Regions from separate parts of the Gossypium hirsutum genome. Here region 2 is linked to region 1. The links are chromatin contacts, called in public Hi-C maps. All regions are on one chromosome and are shown on one strand. The core of a region is the stretch at or near the end of the contact, and the rest is flanking DNA. Distances in the headings are between cores, read along the strand shown.

The links. A called contact is a pair of places that touch in the nucleus more often than the background predicts.
Region 2: a Hi-C map of leaf shows a contact between it and region 1, with 1.8 times the contacts expected there. The contact joins the promoter of LOC107892160 here to the promoter of LOC107892169 in region 1. A contact is called at or near these places in 2 of 34 Hi-C or Micro-C datasets (both in leaf).

The regions. Positions count from the first base shown.
Region 1 is chrD09:12,092,224-12,097,208 of Gossypium_hirsutum_v2.1, forward strand. It overlaps LOC107892169 (uridine kinase-like protein 1, chloroplastic), which reads left to right and starts at 2,107. Exons shown (of 14, transcript XM_016817177.2): 1 at 2,107-2,713; 2 at 2,917-3,008; 3 at 3,101-3,170; 4 at 3,268-3,386; 5 at 3,655-3,751; 6 at 4,407-4,486; 7 at 4,822-4,985. The coding sequence starts at 2,569.
Region 2 is chrD09:12,300,687-12,305,671 of Gossypium_hirsutum_v2.1, forward strand. It overlaps LOC107892160 (mitochondrial import receptor subunit TOM20), which reads left to right and starts at 3,011. Exons shown (of 6, transcript XM_016817167.2): 1 at 3,011-3,329; 2 at 3,434-3,512; 3 at 3,615-3,784; 4 at 3,897-3,944; 5 at 4,598-4,696. The coding sequence starts at 3,234. LOC107892161 (sulfite oxidase) reads right to left here and starts at 1,863. Exons shown (of 13, transcript XM_016817168.2): 1 at 1,712-1,863.

The DNA of each region.
Region 1 (4,985 bases), core at 857-3,356:
TGCGCCAATTTTTTTCTAGTCTAGTAACTTTCCAATCTTAGCCCACTATGGTCATTATGCCCTCAAATTAAACTTCCCAATAATAACAGGGACTGGCCCTCGATTGCAAGTCAATGAGATGTAAGAGAAAATTTGTCTTATGCAAAAGCAATTCTTGGTTCAACAACACCAATTTTCAGGAGTAGTAAGAATGCCAACGCCTGCTGGATTTGCAAAATGCCCATAATGAACAATTGATTGTAAAGCTTCGTGCAACCAATGATGTGGCCAAAGAGAACAACTTGCTTGATCTTATCCACTCAGAAGACTTGGCTCAGTTAACCGTCAATAGAAATCAAAGGGATGGTAATGTCGATGAGATTATAGAAGAGGCTTGACACGACAACCACCCAGACTGAAGAGCCCACAACAAAACACACTTTGTAGAAAAGCAGATACCAACCCTCAGGTTGGAGTTATTGAAAACGGTCAAGGTTACCAAGCCTAATGAAGCTTCGTGGAGTTATGCCAATGAACCTCTACCCGGTCAGTTTTAGCTCATACCCTTTCGGGCATCTTTAAGTTCGCCAAGCTGCCTTACAATGAAGTGGGTGACCCAGAAGATCATCTCACCAAATATAACAATCACATGGACATCCTTGGGGATTCAGATAAGGTCAAGTGTAGAGCCCTCTCCATGACTTTATCTGGAACTACTTGATAGTGGTACTTATCACTTTCTTAGGGGCCCATCGACAGCTTTGATCAGTTAGATGAGTTATTCATAAGTAGTTTTTTGTCTAACAATACCCCTCAACAATCCTCAACGTATCTTATGTTCATTCGGCAACACGAGGAAGAGCCTCTCCATGATTTTATTAAGAGATTTAACACAACAACGATGATCATAAAAGATGCATCTGATGATTTAGCCCTTTAGGCCTTCATGGTTGGGACTACACATCAATTTTTATGATTTCACATTATTAACAACCCACTAAGTAAATTATCTCAATTGTATGAGATGGTTCATTGTTTTACAGAAGAGGACCAGATGGATATTGATTGGGCCAAGTCTGTGACCCTGGCAGTCCATGCTACCAATTTCTCAAAGCTTTCTTCCCCTCTGTGACACTATCAACCTGCGCAGAGGACTCGTCCCCCAGTAGGTGACGGGCAATTTCATTAGTATAATTCACCGCAACAAGGTGATAGGTGGATAGTGAATACTATAAAAAGTCCTCACCACTTAGGACCTACTAGGGACAATCGACTAAGTTAGCACCATCGAGACCATGTCCTATATAATCACCATCATACATATCAACTTATTTGTTATCCAATTGTCATATTTGATTAGGTGGAATATCAGGGGGTTCTAGGCAAACCTCCAACCATGCCTTCTAACCTTCGACAAAAACGAGTCACCCTTTCATTACAAATCCCTCGACGAGTGGGGCTATAGCACAGAGCGTTGCGTCTAGTTAAAGGATGTCATTGAGGATGCCATTCGTAGGGGCCAACTAAAATAATATGTGGCTCGAGAAACTTATCCCCTGAATAAGACGCATAATCAGATAGCGGAACCTTCCGACAATCGGCATAAAGACAAAGGGAAACAACCAATCTGAGGTATTATTGATGTTTTGATTGGTGAAAATATAGAATAGGCCGCATCCAATTCCAAGCGGAAGGCACACTTGCAGAGCATTCTATCTGAGTCCACATTAATGAAGAAGCCAAGGTCTTAGTTAAAATCAACCACAAGAATTAAACTTATCTTTTAACCACACAAACATGCCTAATTGAAAACTAATTGAGAGCAAGGTTGAACTATATAATACTTATTCATAACACATATAAAAGGGATAAAATAACTTTAGTCCCCAAACTAAGTAATTTTTCTTACTTTTTGATTCATGAATTCTTTTTTGTCCTTGTTGATCCCAAATTTTGTAATTTTCCCCAATTTTATTCTTGAACTTTGATTCAGTGCACGACCTGATTTTTAAAAAGAAAGTAATTTTTCTCTGTATTTTTTAGATTTTATATAAAAAATTTATATGATAGTGTGATATTTTAATAAAGTATCATATTATCACACTTTAGTGGAATCCAAATTTAAGAATCAAATTAGCAAAAGCTGTCAAGTTCCAAAATTAACAAGGATGAAAGGGCTGAAATCGAAAAAGTTTACCAAATTCAATGCCTAAGTACTGCTTTATCCCATAAAAATATACCAATGAAGAAGATGATCTCAAAACAAAAGAATAGGCGTACCTACACGCAAGCATATTCCTCTGAGTAATCTGATTCTTTCCGCTACATTATCTATACTATAAACCAAACCAAAATAATAATTTACACATAAAAAAAGTTTCCTCTTCGTCTTTTAATATATTAAAATAAAACATTTAAAGTCGTTAAAAAATTCAAGCTTTTTGAGCGAGAGGGAAATGAATCGTAGCCTCCTCACATAAAATTACATCCATATCTATATATACAGTCTCTGTTGTGTTGAAATTTCAACTCTTCTTTTTTAAAGTTTCGAATTTAAAAAAAGAATAAAAGAAAAAAAAAATCTCAACAATGCCGGAGGAGACGAATTCCATAGACTACATTATGGAGAAGGCATCGGGGCCTCACTTCTCCGGCCTCCGTAGTCCTACCGCCGCCTCTGTCTCTTCCTCCGCTTTCGCCGACGCCAACGCTCCTCGTCAGCCCTTCGTCATCGGTATTCCCTTCCCCCACTTCACTCTTCTCTTCAAAACAAACTAATCGCTTTCCGATAACCAACTGAAATCTGAATAGCTACTGCTTGTCTCTAATTTGGCTTTTATTTCTTAAAATTAAATAAAAAGAGAAGCCTTCTTTTATTATTTATTTATAAAAAATGGAAAATTTTGATCTCTATTTATTCCTTGAGTGATTAAGCAGGTGTTTCTGGAGGTACAGCTTCAGGTAAAACGACAGTCTGTGACATGATCATCCAACAGCTCCACGATCACCGCGTTGTTCTTGTCAATCAGGTTCAAATTCAAGTTAATTTATTTGATTATGAACTGTATTTTATTACACTGTTAGTTTATATTTTCTTTCTTCTTTTTTTCTTATGATGTAGGATTCGTTTTATCGTGGTTTAAATACTGAAGAGTTAAAACGCGTGCACGAGTATAATTTTGATCACCCTGGTAAACTAGTTGGATTTTGTTTGCTGAATTTGATGCCTTTTGTTATAGTAGATGGTATTTTCTTGACTGTGCTTCATTTGATTTTTTGCTTGTGTAGATGCTTTTGATACTGAGCAGCTTCTGGAATGTGTTGAGAAGCTTAAAAGTGGGCAATCTGTTCAGGTCCCGATCTATGATTTTAAGCAACATCGTCGTTCTTCGGATAGTTTCCGACAGGTAGTTAGTTTGTTCCTTGTTAAATTACGTTTAATGATGCTGGAGCAAGCTAATTGTACTACTCAAAAGAACTTGGAATGGTTGTTTTGGATGTTTGTTTCTACTTTAGATGAAATGCTTGCTTGCACTTGCATTTTACTTTTCTTTCTCCTTTTAGACTTTTAGTTATTAAATTCTTCGTCGCATTGCAAAATATCCAAATATGTAGGTGATAATTCAATAAGTTGGCTGCTTATCTGGATTTGCATGGTGTTTAATCTATTTTCAGGTTAATGCTTCTGATGTCATAATTTTGGAAGGAATTCTTGTTTTCCATGACCAGCGTGTCAGGAACCTTATGAATATGAAGATTTTTGTTGATACAGGTTTGACCTCTTTTACGAAGATACTTATTGTCGCAGCATCCTAAAATGATTGCCATAGAAATGTCTATTTGTATGATTTAGTGAAGATGCTAGATTCGTTTTCTTTACTTAAGACTTATTATCATGCATAATTATCGAGGTTAATCAACCCATAACCATTGTCAACCACTCAAAAAAAAAAAAAAGAAGAAAGAATGAAAGTATATGAACTAATAGAAACTGGATTAAATTTAAATGTTCACCAAGAAAAATCTGGTTGATATCTGAGCTGATATGGAAACTAGTGTATAAAACTGTGCTTAAAGTCAACTAGTGTATTAATTGAGTAATTGTTGTCTACGAACTGTTTTAAATTGTAAATAGCCAGTGGCCTGCGAGCCAATAGAAGAGGAACGTTGGTTTAGCAATGGTTTTTATTTCCAAAAGTGGACCCAATCAATTCATGGAAGTTTTAAATTTGGGTTCTTAGATCCCCAGGATTGTCACCGAAAAATTACTCTAAGAACACTATCTCCTCACCTAGTTGAACGTGTGTATGTCTGTTTCTTTGCTTGATGAATGGCGCATCTGTTCTTTTTTCCCTGTGACCATGTTTCTTCTTTCTTGCTCTCATGGGTTCTTACAGTTCTCGGTTTTATTTGGCAATTTATTATAGATGCTGATGTGAGGCTTGCTCGTAGAATAAGACGAGATACAGTTGAGAGGGGTAGGGATGTAAACTCTGTTCTTGAACAAGTAAGCCTATGTATACGATATTTTTCTTTGTAATTTAATACCTGAAATTATTCCTGAACAAGCACAAATCCTCGGGTGGAATTTATACTTTCCGTGATATGCAGCTTGTTTAATTTTACTTGTCCGGTAGTTGGTGTCATGGTGTATGTGTGTACCAGTTGTAGTCGGACATTGGAGTGAATATCTGGAAGAATAACAGGCTTTTGGAACAGGATACACCCTCATTCTCATATGTCCCACTAAGACACTTATGGAAAGCTTTTCGAACAATGTGCCTCACATTTAAGTATTCAACATTTCAATAATTACATTGCAATGTTCTGTTATTTATGCAGTACGCGAAGTTTGTCAAGCCTGCATTTGATGATTTTGTTCTGCCATCAAAGAAATATGCTGATGTCATCATCCCCCGAGGAGGTGATAATCATGTTGCGATTGATTTGATTGTGCAACATATCCGCACTAAGCTTGGTGAGCATGACCTCTGCAAAATATATCC
Region 2 (4,985 bases), core at 1,761-4,260, 210 kb after region 1:
GAGCTCTAAAAGATAGATTAAAGCAGCGTATTGAAAACTGGAGTATTCGATTTCTATCGCAAGGTGGAAAAGAGGTATTCATTAAGGCTATCCTATAAGCCATGTCGACATTCAATGGCTTGCTTTTTACTTCCAAAGTTACTATACGATGAAATGGAGGGCATTGTTGCGAAATATTGGTGGCAAAAGGGTCGTGGAAGGGGGGAATTCACTGGTATACTTGGAAAAATCTTTGCATTTTGAAAGAAAACGGAGGGTTGGGTTTTCAAAATCTTAGCCAGTTTAATATTGCGTTGTTAGCCAAACAAGGCTGGTGACTTTTTAATTATCCAAATTCTCTTTTAGCCAGAGTTCTTAAAGCTAAATATTATCCAAGTTCTGACTTTCTAAATGCACAATTGGGAAACTTACCATCTCTTACCTGGAAAAGCATTTGGGCATCGAAGGGTCTCCTTCTTAAAGGGCTAAGCTAGAGAGTTGGGAGAGGAAATCAATCTCTATTTGGACTGACCGATGGATACTAGGGATTGAACCTGAGTCATGGCACAACAGTGGAGGCAATGGTGAGCTGGAACTAGTATCATATCTAATTGACAGTACAACTAAGATGTGGAAAACGAAGATAATTACAACTACCTTCCAAATGGACATTGCTCAAAGAGTATTGCAGATTCCTCTTGCGATAAGAGACTGTGAAGACATGCAAGTGTAGAAATGTTAACACTCTGGCGAGTTTTCATTATGAAATGCCTACAAACTATTACAAGATGCTAGCTTGGATCCTAGTAGTTATTTAGTACAGGCCGAAACTAAAAAATTCTACAGGAAGTTATGGAATTTACAACTACCATCAAAAATTTTAATTCTTATATGGCAGATTTTCTGGAACTATATCCCTACGCTAGTTAATCTTAGATACAAGAGAGTGATTACAAATGTTAGTTGTCCTCGATGCTGCTCCTGAAGAAGAAGACAGCTACCACGTGTTTCGGCAATGTCCTACAAGCATTGATGTTTGGAATAGTCTTAATATGACTTGAGTAACAGCACACACACAGATCAAAATACATGGACATGGCTCACATAGGTTTTTGGAAGGGGTACAAAGGAGCAGATCTGAATGTTCTGCTGCACCTTATGGGTTATTTGGGGCTCACGGAATCAGATGGTTCATGAGAGGAAAATCACTTCAGGAAGGGACCTTTCACACAAAATACAGAGCTACTTATTGGAACTTGAAGGAGTGCGTGAAAAAATGCTTACCTTTACGTCTGCTACAACTTAAGGACAGGGAGGGGAGTCATTGAGGGAGATAATATAGTTCGACGCAGCTTTTGATATTAGAAATTCCAGATCGACGTCAGGACTAGTAGTTCGGGATCAGAAAGGTATGATTAAAGCCTCAAAATCGATTCTTCATTCCAACGTCTTATCTCCGTTTGTTGTAGAGGCATGTGCATGTTTAGAAGCAATTAAGTTAGGCATCGAAATGGGTTTACGCTCAGTTACGATTATGGGGGATTCGAAAACAGTTATCAACAAATGCCAAATGACAGTTCGGGATAAATCGATTATTGGTACGATTATTAAAGATATCTAAAGTAGCAAATCTCACTTTCAAGAAATTGCCTTTAGGTTTATTCAAAGAACAAAGAATCTTCAAGCCCACAAACTAGCAAAGGATGCATTAAAGAAAGGGGAAGAGATGTACCTGGTAGGGGAGACGCTGAACTATAAAGAAACTAATCCAGAAGAAAGATAGCCACAAAACCCAAACTGAAGAAAGATGTTGAAGGTGAAATGAAACAACAAAGATAGCAAATAAAGATAGATTTTTTTGGAAGTTGCTATCCTCTGAACAGAACTGACGTTTTGACATGAAAAGTCAGAAATAATAATGGTGTCCAGGCTGTTTTGATTTGGCTGGGAAATGACTGTTGGTTTACTTTCTCTTATTTTCTTTAGTATTTATTTTCTGTTTATTTCCTTAGTTAAATTTCAGTGGGCTTCTCATTTAAGATAAAAAGTGTAGTCCATGTTTTAATTTTCTGTCCATTCCAGCATAATTGAACCCAATGTTTTTTGGGCTGTAGTATTGGTTTTTTCTATTCAAATAATAATACCCCAGTCAATTTATTCAAAAAAAAAACTTTATAAATTTTGTATGATTGTGTTAAACATTGTAAAATTTTTGTTTTTAATATATTTTGGGATTAATTTTAATTTTTTTAACTTGTTTCATAAATTATTTTTTAAATCAAAACTTTTTTGACTAATAAATAGTAAATTCCATTATGCTAAATTAATTTTTTTGTTGTAATTCATTATATGGATTTTTATTAATATAAAAATTCATAAATACTTATATTAAATATATATTTTTAAAAAATTTAAATTGTAAAACAAATTACAAAAAATTAAAGTTTATTATGTTATAATTTATGCTAATTATATTTTTATTTATAAGGATTTTTATGTTAATTAAATTTTATTATAATAAATATTGTTTTATAGGATTGAGTTTTTTTTTATTTGATGGAAAGAGAAAAGAAGACATGCCTTCGCCATATGAAATATGAATTAGTAAGTAAAAAAGTGATAGATTTTATAAACTCATTTTCATCTATGTTTAATATTAGAAATTGTATATATCATATACATAAAATAATTTAAGACTTTATTTTTATCAAATAAAATATTGAATTACAAAATATATAAAATAAATTTTAAGATGATTTAAATTTATTTATTATATAATAATAAAATTAAATTTATATAAAATTATAAAATAATTTAATATATTTTAATTTATATTTTTGGTGGTAAGAAAACTAATATTAATATATATTTAAGTCATTAATTCGAATATTTTATTTGGTCAAAACATTAATTCGAATATTAGTTGAAGCTTGACTGCCAAAATGTATTTATTCAGAGATTGTCCTTCCAAGAAAGCAAAGCCCAAGCCCAAGATTATCCTATATTTGCATACTAAGCCCATTTTAGAAAAGAGGCCGATATCCCTTAAATGTGAAAATACCCGAAAAACCCAGTTTATTTATTTATTTTCCATTTTTCTTTGACGGAAACTGAAAATTTGCGGCAGTTTCCACTAGGCCGCCATTGTGGTCGGAACTGAGAAGAAGCCATAGTCACTGTTTTCTCTAAGCTTATTACATAAGAAATATCGAACCCGATAAAAGAAGAAGAAGAAGAAGTTAGAACGAGCAGCCATGGAATCGTCGAGTGAGCTCGATAGGCTGCTCTTTTTCGAGCAAGCTCGTAAAATTTCCGAAGCTACTTATGCTTCCAATCCTCTCGATGGCGACGTTCGCTTCCTCCTTCTGTCGATCCGTTTTTGTCTTCTTCTTTTTTCTTTTTCCAATTAAAATTGATATTTGTCCAATTTTTAATTTATATTTATTGTTTGCAGAACTTAACAAGATGGGCTGGAGCTTTACTTGAGTTGTCTCAGTTTCAAAGCGTTCCAGATTCACAGAAAATGATTCAAGGTTCTCATAATTTATATGCACATAATAAATAATAAATTTAATTTCATTCATTTGTAATTCAAATATTAATTTTCTTGGTTACTAAAAATTAATTGTGAATAGATGCTATTTCGAAGCTAGAGGAGGCTTTGTCGATTAACCCTAAGAAGCATGATGCTTTATGGTGTTTGGGAAATGCTCAGACTTCTTTTGCATTTTTGACTAGCAAGGAAGATGAGGCCAGGCCTTACTTCGAAAAGGCAGCTCAATATTTCCAGCAAGCAGTTGATGAGGTTTTTCTGTAGTTTTGTTTGGCTAAAGTATCAATTACTGCATTTATGGATGGATCTATAGACTCATTGCTTGAATGCTCTTTTTTTTAACTTGGTAGCTTTGTATTTGTAGGATCCCAGCAATGAAATTTACCTGAAATCTTTGGAAATATCTGCTAAGGTAGGTCTTTCTCCATACTTGGTATGATTTATTCTTTAAATAATGCTTATATTTCATCTGATGTTTAACTTTCAATGGCCGAGTACAACATATAGTTACTTTTGGAAGTTTGAGATGGAGCATATTGATTCTATTTCATGACTGTTAGATAAAGTCCCTGTGTTGTCTTTAGATGTTAAATGCGGATTAGTTTGTAAACCTTGCAGAAGATTGCTCCACTCTTTGTATTTATCTTACTGGTTAACTTGCACATTCAGAATGTCTCTTGAAATGATTGCAATCATTCTTTTTTTTTTTTTGGCCAAATGCTGTGAAATTCAGATGCATATGGATATAGCTCGGTATTATATAGAAATATATGTAGTAATGGTAGTCTAGATTTTGTTTGCCTATATATCTTACACTGCTAAAATTCAGAATAAATAAAACTTGAGATTTGTGGTAATAGACGCATTCTAAGGGCATATAAACATGACTACCTTAGATCAAATTAATCGTACAGAACACATTTTCTGCCTTGTTTGAAGCCAATCAATTAAGAGGTTTCTTAAAGCCAAACTAGAGGGAGGTATTAAGTTAAGAATGTTCTATGCGCCATTTGTTCTTTGCAATCCTCCTTACCTTTGATTTTTTAATTCTTACTGTTACCTCAGGCTCCAGAGTTACACCAGGAAATCATTAAGCAAGGTTTAGGTCAACAGATGCTTGGTGCTGGACCCTCTAGTTCTACTTCTACCTCCAGCTCAGCAAAGGTAGTCCTTAGAGTTTCTTCCTTTTGCATTCCATTTCTTCTTATTTTCACTTTTCTTTTCCCTGCTTTTGACCTTATCATGTCTCTGTGGCTTACGTTGTCAAGTGCTGTTTAATTTATCATTGAGGCTTGCACGAGGCTTTGTAAAGGGTAAAGGTCACATAGTTATGTTTTAAGTCATTGGGTGATTGACGAGAAAGTCAAAATCGATTGCTTTCCCTTTATCATGATTCTTGGAATGACTTATGGTGATTGATAATTCTGCTCATCAACGGGAGACTGAAACCTTT